2 separate regions of the Mus musculus genome follow, and region 1 is linked to region 2. The links are chromatin contacts, called in public promoter capture Hi-C maps. All regions are on one chromosome and are shown on one strand. Each heading gives the region's core, a stretch centred on a gene start, on an enhancer-like site or on the middle of the called end of the contact. The rest is flanking DNA. Distances are from core to core; before and after follow the strand shown.

Region 1 (4,232 bases), core at 792-3,291, 2.0 Mb after region 2:
AGGAGACTGCGTAGGTATATTGTGCAGCTTGCAGGTTGAAAGGGAGGGCTTAGGCAAGGAAAAGCATCGGCTACTCTTTAACAATCTCTTCTAAGCTGTTCTCTCAGAGAAGCAGTACAGTTTTCTGCAGGTGGTCAAGTAAATTACGTTGAAATTCCTGGATGTCAACCAGAGAGTCTGAAAAATCACAAGGGGGCCCTTTCCTTCTCAAGATCACTTCAGTCTCCTATGCAGCTACCCTGCCTGTCTAAAGAACGTTCTGGGTCAGAGGAATGTGAAACAGCATAATAACACAGTGACAGAGACTGAGAAACTCCCAACTCCATACTGCAGTTATACACACAGAAGTGTCCAGCCCAGTGGTGGAACAAAAGAACATGGTATTGCGTTAGCCTTTGGACTCAAATGTATGGGACCTACATAGCTGAAATGCAACCAATGCCATGGAAAGGCATGGGATCAAAGTTAAAAACAGGAAGGTTGGCAGGAGAGAGCATTTGATAGATACTAATTTGCCTTTCCTTAAAAAGTCATTTGAAAATGTAGTATGAAGCGGTGGTGGTGCACACCTTTAATCCCAGCACCTGGGAGGCAGAGGCAGGCGGATTTCTGAGTTCGAGTTCGAGGCCAGCCTGGTCTAGAGAGTGAGTTCTAGGACAGCAAGGGCTATACAGAGAAACCCTGTCTCAAACAACAACAACAACAAAATGTAGTATGAACTCTGACACTTAGAAAACTTTAATATATGGTACTTTCTTTACAGAATTGGACATTGAACTTGGAGCTCACTGCTGAGCTACAGTCCCAGTTTTATTTATTTTTCTTTTGTTCACTCCAAAGACAGCAGCAGTAAAATTGTATTCGTGTCTGTATTTCATTTTGAGACAGGCTCCCCTAAATTGCTTGAGTAGTCTGTGAACTTATTATGAGCCTGCTGCCCCCAGTCTCCATAGCAACAAGAAGGCCTGCACTTCCCAGCCCAAGTTTTAAACATCTTAATACAAACAGGCACAAAGAGACTCAGCCTTGGGCATAAGGGCGACTTCTTCCTTTTATATCGCTTCACGTTGGCATATTTGGTTTAGCTATTTTATTTGCGTTTTTCTATACCTCTCTTCAGATTCTTATTCCTTCCAGCAGCACCAGGTAGGAAAAAAAGAAGGTTAGAGGGAAAGAAGCCATAGGTCTCTTTAAACTACTTCCTGCTGAATTGGGGGGGGGGGGGGTCAAGTCCAATCTTTGTCTAGTCAGGTCATCTCCAACTTCTAGTTTCTTTTCTCTCGACCATTAGCAAGAGCAGGGGCAGGAGCAGGAACCATCAGGCGGAATGACGCTGTCTTCTTCAGAGCAAGCACCCCTTCTATTCTCCAGAGCACTCGCTGGCCTCTGGCATTTATACCCTCTTCACAGTCCCCAGAATTAAACTATCTGCATCGGGCAGAATCAAACCCCTGCCAGAAAACGCACAAGTCAAAAGTCTGCAGCTGTGGATAATCTGGACAGCCCCATGTCGCACACCTGGAATTAAAACAAAAGCCTGGCTGTGCAGTGGTGACGCTCGCCTTTAATCCCAGCACTTGGGAGGCAGAGGCAGGCGGATTTCTGAGGCCAGCCTGGTCTACAGAGTGAGTTCCAGGACAGCCAGGGCTATACAGAGAAACCTTGTCTCGAAAAATCAAGAAAAATAAAAGCATGTTTACATATCATAACAAGTTTTTAAAGAAACCAAGTCTACTACACAGACATATCTAAAAGTGTAAGCGTTCATTACATTATTTGGGAGGTAAAATAGGAATTCCACTCAAGTCTTGCACAAGGAAGGTCAGTTAGGTCTACCACGCCAGAAAGAGCGGATCACATTTAGGCTCTGCCCATCCTCCACTTTCCTCAATCTTGGGAGCTCACAGGTCTTGTCTCATTCTATTGCCATCTTCACTCCCAGACATCCATTCCAACCCCGACCTTGCAGTGTAGAGAACCACAGCCTATCCGCCCAGCCTCAGGCGCTTGGCTCACAGTGACCTACCAGATGATTGGACGCTGGGTCTGAGCAGACCAATCAGAAGCGTCGGAAATCAAGCCTTGTGGCAGCGCGGGGTCCTGAGGAGTTAAGCTTACCACCCCAGGCGGTTCTCCCAGGAGGCGTCTCCGCCTGCAGTTCAGAGCACATCTCATTAATAGCCGAAATAATACCGTGAAATCTCACATGACGATTTTCCTTTTTCTTTTTCAGGACAAAATATGGCAAACTTCTTTTTTAGTTATTTACACAGTATTTAAGTTAACAGAGCAATGGGTTTCTTTACACTTGTGGATATTATACATCTTTCCTGGTTGCTGCTCACTGGTTCTTCTGCGCCCAAAGAAGACTCCTCTGCCTTCCGGTCAGCTCTCGGTGCCCTCTCATTCTCCCATATCTATTCTTACAACCTCTCCTTCCCTTTCCAGTCCCGTTTCTAGTTTAATCAACCGCCCCACCCCCACCCCAACACAAACAAACTTAAATCTAGTTTTCATATATGAGAAAACATACACTATTTGTTTCTGGGTTTGTTTTATTTTTCTTTAGGTTAGCATGATTTCTGGCTCCAAACATTTTCACAAGAAATAAACTCATGATTCTTTCCTTACAGAACCTATTGTTTTAAATATTGAGTTGACAAGTCTAAACACACACACACAGCTGTGTGTGTGAGAGAGAGAGAGCTGTGTGTGTGTGTGTGTGTGTGTGTGTGTGTGTGTGTGTGTGTGTGTGTGTTAAATTCCCTTGCAGCTCATTGGACAGCTCTGGAGTTGAAGGTTCTCTGGATAATCGGACTTGGTTCCCTACTGCTGATCCAGCTGATGGGGAAGACATTGATTCAGGGTGCCTCACAGGCCAGGGCCTGTGAGGTCTCTGCCTCCCATCTGGTACTGCCCTCTATAGGAGGTTGACCACAAAGCCTTGGAACAAAATCAGAAGAGAGACAGTGAGATGGATTTATTATGAGAAGGCAGGGGCTCAAATCTTTTCCTGATCGTTTGGGAGTGGCTTTATTTTTAGCTGGGCATGGTGGTGGGCATGCAGCTGTAATCCCAGCATTTGGGGGGTGGACGCAGAAGGATCAATGTTTAAGGTCATCCTCAACTACTTAGTTGGTGTGGGGAGGGGTGCGTAAGAGAGCGGGAGAGGATAGATGCTTTTCAATAACTTAATAATTTGATGATAAAGTTCGGTAATTTCATTAAAATCCCTAGCACTTCGTTCCTGAACTTCCTAGGAGCCCAGGGTCACAGCTCCAGCACACCACTTGAGGAAACAGGGGACAGAGAGAAGGGTTCTCTAATCCATTTTCACCCGTCTGTTCATAGTCAGAAATCATAGTCAGAGATCTAGCTCTTCCACAGAAAGGGTTAATGGTAGTGTTTCTCTTTCACGTTTTATCTTTAATAGGCTCAGAATGTACAGTGCACTAATGCAGGTGGCAGGAGTGCCTCTTAAACAGCAGGGACACTCAGAAACTAGCTAAGAACTATCAATTAGAGAGTCAAATCATCTGGAATGGACACCTTAACTTGATTTAAGAACATAAATACTAACCTTGTTTACAGTGGGTTTCTACTGTTAACATTACTAGTGCTTAAAGATCTTTTTTGTTTTCCTAGACGGGGCTCCCTATGTAGCTGTGGCTGTCCTGGAACTCACTATGTAGACCAGGCTGGCCTGGAACCAACAGAGATCTGCCTGCCTCTGCCTCTAAGAGGGAGTAAAGGTGTGTCTCATCATGGCCAGCTATTAAAGACCTTTCATGTTTGCTTTGTGCCTGTGAGAGATGTGACCCGTGTAATTGTTGTGTGTAAAATACAGTTGTTGTTCTTAGATGCATTTATGCATTTTTTCTCCTTTCTTGTTTTTGGATTTTAGTTTTCCTTTTTATCTTTCCTTTTTTATTTGTTGGCATCTTAGACATACCTGAGAGTCTTTTCTTTGTTCCTGTAGTTATTTACTGGTAAACGTTTTCTTATTACTGGTATCTTTGCACCTTGTAGATTTTTATATATTGTTTTCATCATAAAATATTTTCTAATTTTTCTTAGTGATTTTACTATTTAGGCTATTTACTATTCAGGAATATATAATTTAATTACCATGTCTGTCTGTAGACTTTCAATTCTTCTCTCTTGTTATTAATTTTCCACTCTACCGTGGCCAGGGAATATACAATGAATAACATTAATATTTTTATACCGAT
Region 2 (4,719 bases), core at 2,023-4,522:
CCGCAGTCTTCTTAGGCTTTTTAGGGGTAGCACCTGCAGGCTTCTTGGCCTTGGCAGCCCCGGTCTTCTTAGCCTTGGGCTTGGCCTCGCCAGAAGCCGCCTTCTTGTTAAGCTTGAAGGAACCAGAGGCGCCGGTGCCCTTGGTCTGCACCAGGGTACCCTTGCTCACCAGACTCTTGAGCCCAAGCTTGATGCGGCTGTTGTTCTTCTCCACATCGTAGCCACCAGCAGCCAGTGCCTTCTTAAGGGCAGGCAGGGACACGCCGCCGCGCTCCTTAGAGGCAGAAACAGCCTTAGTGATGAGCTCGGACACCGGGGGGCCAGTGGCCTTGCGCTTCGCCGCGCCAGCTTTTTTCGTTGTCTTCTTCTTGGCGGGAGACTTCTCTACAGGAGCCGGAGCCGCGGTCTCAGCGGGAGCAGTCTCAGACATGGCGAGAACAAAAAGCTTGCTAGTTGCGAGAAAACTAAAAGAAATCTAACGCGAAGAGCAAATTTTGCGATGCTCCTTTGCTCAGGCTCCTGGTTTATATAAGCCGGTGCTGGGCTGTGATTGGTGGAGCGGCCAATCCACCGCCCTCTGCCCGCGGCGACTCAAGGTTACAATCCCAAATTGTGTTTGTTAGTCCCCAAATTTTTACTTACTGCCGAAAATAATAACACAGAAATTGGCAGTTTGGAGTTCCAAGGGAGAACAGCCTTCGGTTTCACGTACCTGTGTGTGCTTTTTTGAATCACGCGCAACTGACTAAAAATATTTTTAAAAATCCTTCCAGTGTTTACAAAAAAATCCACCAAGCAGAGCGCATCGTGAGAGTTACTTGCATATTTCTGTTAACTTTTACGAAGTATGCAAGGAACATTACTTAAGAGAATTTGTACAAAGATGCCGCCTTTAATTTGTGCAAGAGTAGAACTAATAGTTCTTTTGGTTTGTGCAAAAACGTTGTTTGTGTCTGTAGCAAATAACACAGGCTAGAGTGCCTGGTTGGCTCCAGACTAAAATTAACCACTTTAGATATTTCTCTTTAAAAATGGTTCAAGCTCCTAGTACTTCGCATGCATTGATATCTTTAATGGAGAACGCAATATTTCCAGTGTGATAGCGACTTCTTTGAAGTAAGGAGATTAGAAATCATTATATTTAGGAGCTGCTGGTGTAGCAGTTACCACTTGCTGCTCTTGGGGTTTGGGTTTAGTTCCCAGCACCCACAGGACAGTTTGCAACTGTCTATACCTCCTGTTCCAGGGGATCTCGGACCTTCTGCAAGACTGGCCCAGTACCAAGCATACAAGTGATGCACATACATACAGGTAGGCAAACCCTCATTCACAGAAAGGTTTAAAACATATACTTAAAAAGGAATTGCTAAATTCAGATGACAATGGCCTTATTTCTAAGTAAAAATAAATTAGATATGGTTCTGAGAAACGGGCTTTCACCATTTCCTAGGGATATTTGTAGACAGAAAATACATTAAAAAATATTTTACATTAGAAAAATTCTAAAACTTTCAAAAAATTTTCAGGGAGATCCCACTGCTCTCAAATGAGATGGCCAGTGAGATTTTGAAAGTATTTAGCAAACAGCACAGCCACACTCTTAAGTAAATAGCCAATAACAATATTGATATTTTTGCGTGTTTAGATGGCAAGCAGGCCAATATTCTAGAATACTATTGGGTGACCTATACTTATACAAATTCAAAGATTTGGAGAAGCTGGCACACATCTTTAATCCAGGAATTTGGGAGGCAGAGGCAGGTGGAACTCTGAGCTCAAGACCAGTCTGAAGTCTATAAATCTAGTTCCAGGACACCTAGGCTTACACAGAGAAACCTTGTCTTCAAAAACCAAAAAAGGAAATAAAGGAAGAAAGAAAGAAAAAAGAAAAATTAAAGTTTACTATAGTAGAAATAGAAGTCAGTTTTGCTTTGGGTGAGGAAAGATGTACAAGATTTGTACTAGTTTAATAAAGGGCATTAATAAATCACAAATAATTTTATTACTTTGTTTTCCAAAGAAACACAGTCTGGGGTTTTGCTTTGTTTTGTTTTGGACAATAGCAATCTTTCTTAAGCATAATTTATTGGGGCACACCTATAATCCTATCGATTATAACTGAAGCAAGATTAGGATTACAAGGTTTTCCGTGCTACATATTCAAGCAAGTCCAACGTTGAGCACTGGGCTACTTTTGAGTCCTTATCTATAAATAAATAAAATAAAGGAGGCTGTCTTAACAGTACAGAGGCTGGCAAGGCTGCTAAAGAATCCAACATATTTGTTACACATACTCTGGGAATGGTGTACAAAACCGGCAAGCCATATATGGTTAAAAGAAAACCACGTACGTCAGACATATTGACTCAAACTTGTCACAGCATGAAGCTAATTACAAAGGGCCAATGTTAGCACTTAAAAGGGTTCAAGATTGCCAAATTCCAAACCTTGCCCCCCCCCCCAAATAAACACACTAATCAAGTAATGTTCCTTATGAAAGCAATTTGCAGACTTAGGGAACACGCCTGGGGATTTTGCATTAACCAGTAGCACTATATAGTATCCAGAAAGCATGAATCTACAGATTTGCTGTAGGAGCTAACTTCCACACATTTTAGTTGACTGCCACCTTGAAGTCAGGTTGTTTCAAAGGCACATGCCTCTAGATTGTAAACTAACCTCACCTATATTTGAACACCTTAGGAGGATGTAGCACATATGCTCAGATACTGGAAAACATGATAGATGTTGGACCTGAGGTAGGTAAACAGCCGCTTTTTGGTGACAAAGGAGGGGGCTCTGAAAAGAGCCTTTTGTTATTAACAGGTAGGGGAATTACGCCCTCTCCCCGCGAATGCGACGGGCCAGCTGGATGTCCTTGGGCATGATGGTGACACGCTTGGCGTGGATGGCGCACAGGTTGGTGTCCTCAAACAGACCCACGAGGTAGGCCTCACAGGCCTCCTGCAGAGCCATGACAGCCGAGCTCTGGAAGCGCAGGTCGGTCTTGAAGTCCTGCGCGATCTCGCGCACCAGGCGCTGGAACGGCAGCTTGCGGATCAGCAGCTCGGTCGACTTCTGGTAGCGCCGGATCTCGCGCAGCGCCACGGTGCCGGGACGGTAGCGGTGAGGCTTCTTCACGCCGCCGGTGGCCGGGGCGCTCTTGCGGGCGGCCTTGGTGGCCAGCTGCTTGCGCGGGGCCTTGCCGCCGGTGGACTTGCGAGCGGTCTGCTTAGTACGAGCCATCTCAGTACACTAGAAAGTGAATAAAGTGGTGTTGAGATGGAAAAGCCCAAGTATATATATAACAAGCCACCCTTTTGGATTGGACAGTAAACTGCTGACATCATAGTTCCAGACAGGGGATTGGTCCGCGTTTAAACCGAGTAAGGAAAGGAAAAACGTTGCCTACATTTTATATTTAACGTACAAATTTCATCTTTTTACATAACAATTACTCTAGCAACTCCCAGAATTTATCATCTCGAGATAATGTTGGCTTTGGAGGTCAAAAGACCTCTTCGCTATTTATTTAAACAAGAGCACCGTTATTTGGGGGCAGAAATTTAATGGAAAGAAATCTGAAAGGAAAATTAACAAAAAAAAAAAAAAAAAAAAAGTTATTCCTGGAGTCATGAGCACTTCTTACACTTGATTTCGCTCAAAAACTGCTTGCAACACTTTTATGACCGGAAACTTTTAGAAGTTGCAATTGATACTGCCTTTCAGCGGTTGCGATTTTGGCGCGAAAAAAATTCAAAATCAGTGTATCTGCAACTTACTAGGGCTTTGAGATCCAGAAGGCTTTGAGATTCTGTTACTCTTCTACAGCAACACTGTAGGGGACAGGGGCATTCCCAGGTTGGCATTCATTATTTACAAGTTACAAAGTTACACCATTCAAGGTTAAAAGCGAACGCTGGGAATTCACAGATAGCAGCCCCACCCCACCGCCCAACACACACACACTATGTATACAGCTCTAGGAGACTAAGGCAGCCTTTGGAGTAACTCAGCAAGGGGTGATCTGATGATCCTGCTGAGCCAGGAAGACGATGGCAGGCTTGGTGATATTCAGCACATGACTTTTCGGGAGTGCTTGGTGCCGTTTTTTTTACCCAGGCCCTTTCCCCCACTTAATGTGGTCAAATTTGCCAGAAACAAAAGCAATAAGATCAGACAGTAAGCATGTTGTTTTATGAACAGGCTTTTTGCCTAATTGGGAATATCAGGCACAAGCAATATTTACTTGCTGTTTACCAGAGAACCTTACCAAGATTATCAGGAAAAAAGAACTGCTGAAGACGCTCATTTGAAAATAGCTCTATCCACCCCACATTCGGAGCTACCCACAGGTCATCCTTTACGAGTCAGGCGCCTAACCTGCCTTCACTCACAGCGTAGTCTTTGTGCTTGGTTGATGTACTCAGAGCCTAAGAGGGCTGAAGACAAATGTTTCTGACAATGTCAGATGTGCAAAGTGCTTTCTTTATAACAAAAGCTAAACAGCCTGCGAATTAGAATGGTAAAGGTGTATCAGTGTAGTTGAAGCTTAGATGTGCCCCTGAGCTCCCACACTTTGCCAAAATGGGTTGGTTTTTTTTTTCCATATGTAATTATTTGGGAAGGAGAGATTCAAACTCCATCTTTGTGCTGCTTCCCCCTGTGCTTTTCTCAGACTTGCCACATATCTGCTGAAAAGTGATTCCTGTTTTCTTC

Evidence for each region. Promoter capture Hi-C pulls out the DNA fragments that hold promoters and counts their contacts.
Region 1: a promoter capture Hi-C map of embryonic stem cells shows a contact between it and region 2, with 9 times the contacts expected there. The contact joins the enhancer-like site here to the promoter of H3c11 in region 2. A contact is called at or near these places in 9 of 39 promoter capture datasets (the HPC-7 cell line, cranial neural crest, embryonic stem cells and 6 more), 2 of 484 Hi-C or Micro-C datasets (CD8 T cells and embryonic stem cells), 11 of 115 datasets of contacts at active chromatin or transcription factors (CD8 T cells, astrocytes, cardiomyocytes and 6 more) and 3 of 9 other capture datasets (adipose tissue, liver and pancreatic islet).

The regions. Positions count from the first base shown.
Region 1 is chr13:23,770,735-23,774,966 of GRCm38.p6, forward strand. No RefSeq gene overlaps it. Among named protein-coding and RNA genes, the nearest start is that of H1f1, 9.2 kb to the left of the region's middle. Within about 2 kb of position 2,042, at least 81 of the 459 cell types and tissues checked have an H3K27ac peak or open chromatin away from gene starts, as enhancers often do.
Region 2 is chr13:21,780,125-21,784,843 of GRCm38.p6, forward strand. It overlaps H3c11 (H3 clustered histone 11), which reads right to left and starts at 3,273. Exons shown (of 1, transcript NM_178207.2): 1 at 2,791-3,273. The coding sequence starts at 3,246. The coding sequence ends at 2,836. It overlaps H1f5 (H1.5 linker histone, cluster member), which reads right to left and starts at 501. Exons shown (of 1, transcript NM_020034.2): 1 at 1-501. The coding sequence starts at 430.